Linked DNA regions of Anas platyrhynchos: region 2 is linked to region 1. The links are chromatin contacts, called in public Hi-C maps. All regions are on one chromosome and are shown on one strand. Each heading gives the region's core, a stretch centred on a gene start, on an enhancer-like site or on the middle of the called end of the contact. The rest is flanking DNA. Distances are from core to core; before and after follow the strand shown. Region 1 overlaps MLLT10 (MLLT10 histone lysine methyltransferase DOT1L cofactor). Region 2 overlaps DNAJC1 (DnaJ heat shock protein family (Hsp40) member C1).

Region 1 (4,066 bases), core at 1,145-3,644:
ATAACATTAATTTTATTGTGGTTTTCACACAGTTCTCTACTTTTTTGAGCTCATCTCCCCCCCTCTTTTTTTTTTTCTGGGCCCCCTTCCTTTTGAGATGTTTCCCCGTTACTCACAAATTGTTGCTAATTGGATTTTAGTAGTGGTACATACGTTCCTTATCCCCGTTTTTTCCATTAAAAAAATTATTCTGAAAAATCTTGCAAACAAAACAAAACTCAACTGTTGTTACAAAAAAACTATGTTGTGCAGAGACTCTGGTTTGATTTTGGATAAAGAAAAAATGGGAAAAAAAAAAAAAGAAAGTTTTTTCCATTGGCTGGGATCATTGTTTCTGAAACTCCAGGGTACGCCGTTTGTTCCTGCCACCCTTGAGGTCAGCGCTGACTCAGTGGCAAGTAGCTGGCTGTTCCTGTAGTGTTAAATTCCTCTGGCTATCACTACTCTTTGAACTGCGTCAGTGGGAGGGTGAGCTTGTGAAAAGCACGGGCAGGCGTGGAGCTTTGCTGCTGTGCTGGTAGCAGCTCTCCGACCCTGGTTAGATGACGTGGTGGTGAACGAGCTTGGAGCTGGGTTAAATCACTGTTCCCAAGATGATGGCAAGTCATGCGAGAACCCAGCTCCACTTTTTAACTTTTTTTTTAATATTGTTTTATAATGAAAAGGCCTCCCAGATACTCCTGTAAGTTGCTGTTGATGGTAACTTCCCCAGTTTCAGAATCTGTCCAGTTTGATGTGAAAAGTAGCTGGGTTATTTATTGATACCTGAAAAGTTGTGTATACAACTGTTGGGTATAGTCCTTGTTCCCATGAGCTCTCTGTTAACTGTAGGATGTGGGGAAGCAAGAAAACACTGATTTTGCACGCTCTTCTTTGGGAAAGTTTCAAATGTTAGGTAAAAGCCTGCCTGCATTCAGTAGAGAAAAATACAAGGTCTTTTTGGGGGGCGGGGAGGGAAAGTTTAATGCAGATTGCGTCCTACCTTCAGAGCAACCAGGAGATAAGTGATTTGAGGGAGAAGATAGGATTGTTTCTTCCACAGTCCAGCAACTGGAGAAGGCTGCAGGATGGAGAGGTTCAGAGCAATCGTACCTTTTACTGAGAAGCTAAAAAGGATTAAATTTACATGCCAAATTGATCTGATTTAGAGGAAGGTCCGTGGTGAAATCCAGTGAGCTGCCTTTTCCAGCAGGCTCAGGAGCTGCAGCGTTGTGTCTTCTGTAGTTTGCCTTTGTTTCTGGGTGCATCTCAGTTGCTGGCTGTGGGTATTTTCCTTCAAGTGCCTTTGTAGAGCAGGAGAGGAAAGCAGAGTGGGGAAAACAGCAGCAGAAAAAAATAAGGGCAAAGGTGAAACATGATGTAGGAAAAAAGAGATAATGAGATTTTAATAAGTGAAAAAAAAAACACAGTGGAGAAGATTCATTCCAGTACAGAAAAACACACAATAAGTGAGATAAAAGAGAAAAAGGAAGTAATAGTATTAGTCAAGTTGAGGATGCTTATTTTTTTGCAGTTTTTACAAAAACAAACAAACAAACAAAACCAACAACTACATTTATTTAAAGCTGACTGAAAGAATTTCAACTAATTGAAAATTGTTCGAAAGAGCCACGTGTAGAGCAAACAGTTCTGAGTTACTTGTATGTGATGTCAGGCCTTACTTTTCATGTCATAGCTCAGGATGGAAATGTGGGAGTTTCTTTGGATGGGTGAAATGTCATCTCAGTGCTCATCAACAACCAAACATAGCTGGAATTATTGGGGATTAAACGGATCGTGCAGTGGACACCCCGTTATGTCACCTTAAATCCCTGCTGTGTCGGCGCCTTGAATATCAGGCGTACTTCTGATTACGCAGTTTCTAAAAATGCACGTAAGAAAAAAGCCAAAGAATACAGCGAGATTAACCAGAGGCAAAAGGGTTTGCACAGGACAAGATGAGGAGAATTGATTTATTGGCTTGGGGAAAAGAGCACGTTGCACGAGAGCTTGGAGAACCAGGAGAGTGCCAGACATGAGAGGAAGCGAATGGTGTGAAGTAGATGACAGGGAGTAAGTGTGGCCCAGCACGTGTTTCCCTGGCTCTGGAGCCATGCAGTGAGGTATGAAACAGTTGGTTTGTCACCTGCCCTGTCCCAGTGAGAGAGAATGGCCATGCTATGGGTGTTGTCACACCGGCTGGGTAATACCAAGTAAGTGTCCACATGGAGCAGTGTGATGGATGCTGTAGGAAGACAAGGGAAATACTGTGCCCTAAAGAGCTGCTGATGGTAACCTGGCTGATTTAATTCCTTCCTACTGCTTGCAACTAGGAGTCCTGGCGGTCATCCTGCACACAGCTCCATGCTGCTACCACTGCTTGTGCCTTCACGCGATAGCCTCCTCTGCATTAAGGGACAATCTTTTGGCATTTTTTGTGCTGGCTTTGGTTTCAGCTCGGTTCCCGTGAGACGCAGCTCATTGTGCAAGAGCTAGGGCAAGGGGAGGGGACAAAAATGCACAGCCGAAAGGGAAATACTTAACCTTTCAACAGCAGGATAAGCTTATATTAGCTTAAACCTATTGCAAAACTGCACCTAGTAATTTGCTGGGTGTTTTAAACTAATAAAAGCTAACAATGCTACCAAAAGAATAAATCCAGCCACAGTCCTGATTCTGTTCCAGAACCATCCTTGAGCGTGCTGTTGGTATCGCAGCGAGCTGGCACAGCTGAAGAAACCCTTTATTCACAGAGCAGTTGTCAGCTGGATCAGTTCCCTGCCCTGTTTCGTAAAGAGCTGTGGAAAGCCTTGTGTGGGCACAGAAAGTGGGGCTGGGAACGAAGTTGTAGCCAGCCTCCTGTCTGTGACAGCATCAGCTGAGCTGCTTCAAGGCTGAATTGTTTGCTAAATAACAGACAAGGTGTAGGCAGTAGTGATAGATCTGAATATAACCGAAGATCAGAGTTGGAAGTAAACCAGGGCAGAGTAACTGCTGGTGAACTTGGTGTGTGCCTTTAAAATCCAAACAAACCGTGCACACAGCTTTATGAACTGTTTTGTAGGTACATAATAAGAGAAAGATTCGGAAGATGATGAATTTGATCAGCGTGCGCTCATATGAGGATCCTTTAAGTAGAACAGAGCCAGATTTACCCTAACTGAAACTCCTGTGCATTCCCTTCAGCCAAACTGGTGTAACCCCAGGCTTGAGGAACAATTGCTTGGCTTGCAGTTCTGCACCAGGGCAGTAACTGCTGAGTGGAGACTCCTACATGTTGGCACGAGTTGGCTCTTACACTTTTAATGTAGTTCAAGACATTGCCCTGCCCAGCTGCCTGCTCTGTCTCTGCCTCAGCAACAGAGCAACAGAAACAGGAGAAGGAGCAGGATAACTGCTCTGTCTGCGTGTGTTTTAAAGCCATCAAGACTAGCATATGAACTTCAATTGCCACATTTCTAACTTAATCTGTCAGGCTGTCATTTGCAGTAATTGAGGAGTCAGCACATACTCATTTCTGTCCTCTTCCATTATGGGAGCATTACCTCCGGGTAGGGCTGGGAGTGCTGTCCACTGCAGCATGCTCAGAGCAGTCAGATCAGCTCACGTGGTGAAGTTCTTGTGGCAAAATGGTGATGGGGGTAAGAATCTGCATGTTGTACTTAGCACAGAGCAGCCAGTGCTTCGTAATTCAGGGTGCTCATCAGGTTGCTGATACAGCTTGCCCTGTGGTGGGTGGTGTTTTTAGAAGAATTTGAAAATTGCATCTAAAATAGACTGAAAAGAGAGACTGAGAAGCAACTTGAGTGATTTGAGTTGATGAGAGTAGGTCCAAGCACTGGGGTAGGACTGTGGTCCTTGCTCCAGTATTACACATGAATATGAGTCTGGCGAGATTGTGTCTGTTCAGTGGAGAAGCAAACACCAGTTCCAGTAGCAGGCATACCAGGTTTGGTAACAGACATGTAAGTAGTATTAAAGGCTGGTATGGGCTTCCATAGAAAGGCCACGTTTTAGATTACGTGAAATCTAAACTGGGATGGCAGTGGTAATGTCTAGCTATGGATCAAAAATGCCAGTTGACAAA
Region 2 (4,066 bases), core at 518-3,017, 87 kb after region 1:
GAGATGTTAATAAATAAATAACAGGGATTTTTACCCATAATCAACTAATCAAGATTGGCAAAATGCTGCAGATTTTTAACTAAAGATTTTTCATCACAAACTATACTAAAGTAACTCTGATTCCTCTGAAAGCCCTGAAGTACATTCAGAAACAGGTATTAATTTATTCAAAATGTATTTGAGGGTGTTGTTTTTTTTTCCAAATGCATTGCTGTAAATAGCTAGGTTTATAAAGAACTACCAGCAGCATTTATCAAATTCCTTCCATCTTTATTTAGACCACTTTCTACTGAACTAGTTAGGATTTAGCCCTACCCACCACGTAAAGGAGTTGCATAATGATCCCTTTATACTCATTAACTACCATTTTAATGAGCTATTACTACCTCGGGACTCAGAAGACCTCAGGGAGGTTGTAACATGCCACTACCCATATAGTAATTCACTGCTGAGTTAGTACATAGCCTCCTTGAAAGAATATAGGAATGCCCTCCATCACTCTCTGTAGTACAGATGCCAGCGTCAGCAAAATTTCTGTAAGACACAACCCAGCCTAAACCCTAATAAAAAACCATCTCAGTTAAACTCCAATAAGCTTAACAGATTTCCTATTACTATGGCCCACCGCTTTGCTAAAAGTTGCCACCCTCCTAACAGGGTGAGCTGAAAGCAGGAGCACTGCCTGACTGCAGCTCACAGTTTGATGGCATACAGCAAGGCACATCTGATAAAGGGACACGGCAGAAAGCAGAGGACATCCCAAATGACCATTCACAAAAGCTGACAGGTCTTTATGGGCCATAAACTAGCCAAGGAATGTTCAAAGGAACCTGCATAAAGAAATCAAGCTTATCATTAGGAACCGTCAATTAAAACTCTCTCACACACATTGAATTTATACATCACTGAAAGCTGAAGTAAAACAAAACTAAATTATTTTTCATTAAAAAAATCTTGCCCTTATTTAAAAAAACATATATATGCCATGACTTGTGATGGAACTGAACTGAAGACAGCCCTTCCCATTCACTAGTGACTTTGTATGGAAATTGGTATTATGGTTGCTTAAAATGCCTGTTTGACATTATTTCCAGTGTGAACAAGCCAAGTACACCTGAAGAAAGATACTCACCTCTCAAAATTTATGGCAGCTGTAGGCAGACACTGTTACACACAGTGGCACACTGTTCCCTGAATTGCCCTCTATGTTTTTTAAATCCAAGTGCTTGCACTGAACCCTAGTGAGAGGCAGAAAGTTGCACATGCCCAAGTGGGAGGCAGGAAGATCACTTTCCTGCTTTTCATAAAGCCATTCCCTGCAAGGAGTTACTGTTCTTTTCCAGTACTACCTTGGAGGCACCCTGTTTGTGCCAGGAAAGGAGGGAATTCATTCATTCAGATCCATAAACTGCAAACCTCCTGGTCTGCAAGAGGCAGAAGACCAGAGCAAGACCTCCAGGCACTACTCACATGCGGAGGGTACAGAAGGCAGCGGGTACCAAACACGTGTATGAGCGCACACGTGCCTGCTCCTCTCCTCACCCAGACTTTAAGATAATTCAGTGCAAACGAGCCTTTTTTGCTGGGAAGCTAAGTAGCCTGTCAGCACTGTCACAGGGCTGAGAGAGACAAAATAATAGTTCTCACCCTCTGAAGTCAAAGTAATGGAGCAAATGTACGGCCATTTTTCAGTCACTGATAGGAAAAGGCAGCGTTTGGAGGGACCGTAGTTGCCTCCCCTCGTCTCTCATTCACCCATAGAGCCCCATTCTCGTCATAAGGAACGTATCTGTTTGCTCCCTCCCCGTTTTCATTTCCTCCCCATCACGAGCCCAAGCAACAAGCAGATAAGAGGCATTTTGTCCTGGCACTGGAAGGAGAGCTCCTCAATCTGGAGGCAGCAGCCGACTGCAGGAAGCAGAAAGTTGGCTGAGCAGAGCTGGTAGCAAGACAAACTGCAAAAGGAGGAAAGATCAAAATAAAGGGGAAGAGCGTGCATTTTTCTATGCCTATGGAAAAGAAGAATTACCAGTTGAGTGAACAGCAATAAAAACTTGGCACAGGTTACATGCCATTAACTACGCTATGAGAAATCTGTTTCAGCCAACTGACCGCAGAAGATAGTGACTATTACTAATTCATTTACTTGCCTCTCAACATAGGATTACGGGATTATCAGCATTAAAGATAACAGTGCAAGTCAGCAGATAAAACTCTGATACCACGGTCTCTAGAAGAAGCACTGACAAACGTAGACTGTTTCAAAACCAAAAGCCATAGGAAAAGTTTTGTGACCACGGGACATAAGTGAATCAAAGATAAATTACCATACAGTATTTTAACATGGGTTCTTCCCCAGAAGTTATAAACAGAAAGTCAGGACTTGATGAAAGATCAACAGGCAGGCGAGAATATTTAGTAACTTTTGCCACAGGTAGAGAAGAAAGGAATAAAGCTGCAAGCTACTACGTGGAAAAAGCATTCCGTTACTGACAACCCCACAAGCACAAACCGCAGGCCAAAGCCACGTTTCCTTCTATCTCATAACCTCAGCTGTGGAATCGAATCCAAGAAATTGCATCAGCCAGATGCAATTTCTTCCTCTCCTAACTTGTTAGGGGCGGGGGAAGGCTCTTTGTCAGAACAAACAAAACAAAAACCAAATAGCGGTGGCAGAAATATTGCAAAATTATTTCTGGAAGAGTAAGTCACAGCAAGTGTCACTGGCCAAAATAAAAGAAATACTTGCTGCGGGGCAAAGAAACTGAGTAAGCAGGCAGAAACGGGACTGGAATGAGCGTTTCCTTGTCGAGCTTCCCTCTCCCAATTAGTCCCACACAAACCCCGAGCAGTCCGGCAGATGCCAGCAGTGGGAGCCGAATACCCTGTGGCAATGTCAACAAAGAGCATGCTGTTGGCAAACAGACCGAAAGGATAAAAAGTTTTGGTCAAGCTCTATTTCAGTTCTCTTTTGTTATCAGGAGAAAAGTTGGTACCTTATTTTTTGGGTGTTGGTTTGGTTTGTTTTTTTAGTAAGCAGCGAGAGAAATAACTGTTTAAAAGAGTGGGATTGTTAAAAGATTGATTTCTTTAAATTCTAAACTTACAGTTTAAAAATTAAGGGGTAACAGAAACGTGACAATGATTATTCTGAACAGGTAAAGGAGATTTGGGGAGAGCTTGGTGTTTCCATGGAAAGGGACTCCAGCCTTTCCCCACTGCTCCGCCGCCCTGCCTTTATGCGTCGCACAGAGGACGGCTGCTTCCCCAGCCAGCAGCTATTCAGGATTTCTCTCCACACGTTTGTTCATGTGTGGCCTCATCCACTCGTAGCTGCATGCTATTCAAACACGCTCCCAAGACGTGGTTATTTGTTTTGAAGCCCATCACAATGGCATCAGAGTCCATCAATAACATTATTCACCTTTGTAGCATCATTAAGATAAGTGTGCATACTTTCCTTTTTTTAATACATTGCAATATTTTTTTTATACTTTTTTTTTTTAAATGCATTGCAAAATGAGGCACAGACTAAGGTAAAATCTTCAGCCATCTCAGGTGCTAATTTTTATCTCAGATAGGATTTTGCTGAGCGCTTGGTATCAAACACCACTCCATACAGCCTGGGCACAGACTTTAATCGACTTCAGCTGCAGCTGCAAGCCCTCAGTTTTTCTGCATATCAGCCCCTAGTACCTCAAATTATGCAACCAGAATTGCAGAGCACTCAAATCAATTAGTCACCACTTGGGAAAAGTTTCATTTAAACGACTTGCCTAGCATCACATAGGAATTCTGTGGCAGAGAGAGGAACAGAATCCAATCCTCAAGGGCACTTTTCGTCTGACTAGCTTACCCATGAAACCACTTTTTTTCCCCCTGCAATCTTCTCCCCCACCCTCTACATCCCCTCAACATCTACAGGTTAAACAGTTTTTACAGACAACAGTCTCTTTCAATACATAAGCCTGAAGCTGCACTGGGGCCAGATCTCTCCCTGAGCCTGAATAAGTAAAGACCCTGTAGGATATAATGTAGTGAATTAAAAATCATCACAATGAACAAG

The links. A called contact is a pair of places that touch in the nucleus more often than the background predicts.
Region 2: a Hi-C map of subcutaneous adipose tissue shows a contact between it and region 1, with 1.9 times the contacts expected there. The contact joins two enhancer-like sites. A contact is called at or near these places in 3 of 8 Hi-C or Micro-C datasets (liver, skeletal muscle and subcutaneous adipose tissue).

The regions. Positions count from the first base shown.
Region 1 is chr2:140,430,702-140,434,767 of IASCAAS_PekinDuck_T2T, forward strand. All of the region lies in intron 19 of MLLT10 (MLLT10 histone lysine methyltransferase DOT1L cofactor), which reads left to right. Among named protein-coding and RNA genes, the nearest start is that of DNAJC1, 110 kb to the right of the region's middle. Within about 2 kb of position 2,395, at least 1 of the 8 cell types and tissues checked has an H3K27ac peak or open chromatin away from gene starts, as enhancers often do. A contact at or near this core is called in subcutaneous adipose tissue, where this site is marked.
Region 2 is chr2:140,518,309-140,522,374 of IASCAAS_PekinDuck_T2T, forward strand. The region is part of intron 1 of DNAJC1 (DnaJ heat shock protein family (Hsp40) member C1); the gene reads right to left. Among named protein-coding and RNA genes, the nearest start is that of DNAJC1, 24 kb to the right of the region's middle. Within about 2 kb of position 1,768, at least 2 of the 8 cell types and tissues checked have an H3K27ac peak or open chromatin away from gene starts, as enhancers often do. A contact at or near this core is called in subcutaneous adipose tissue, where this site is marked.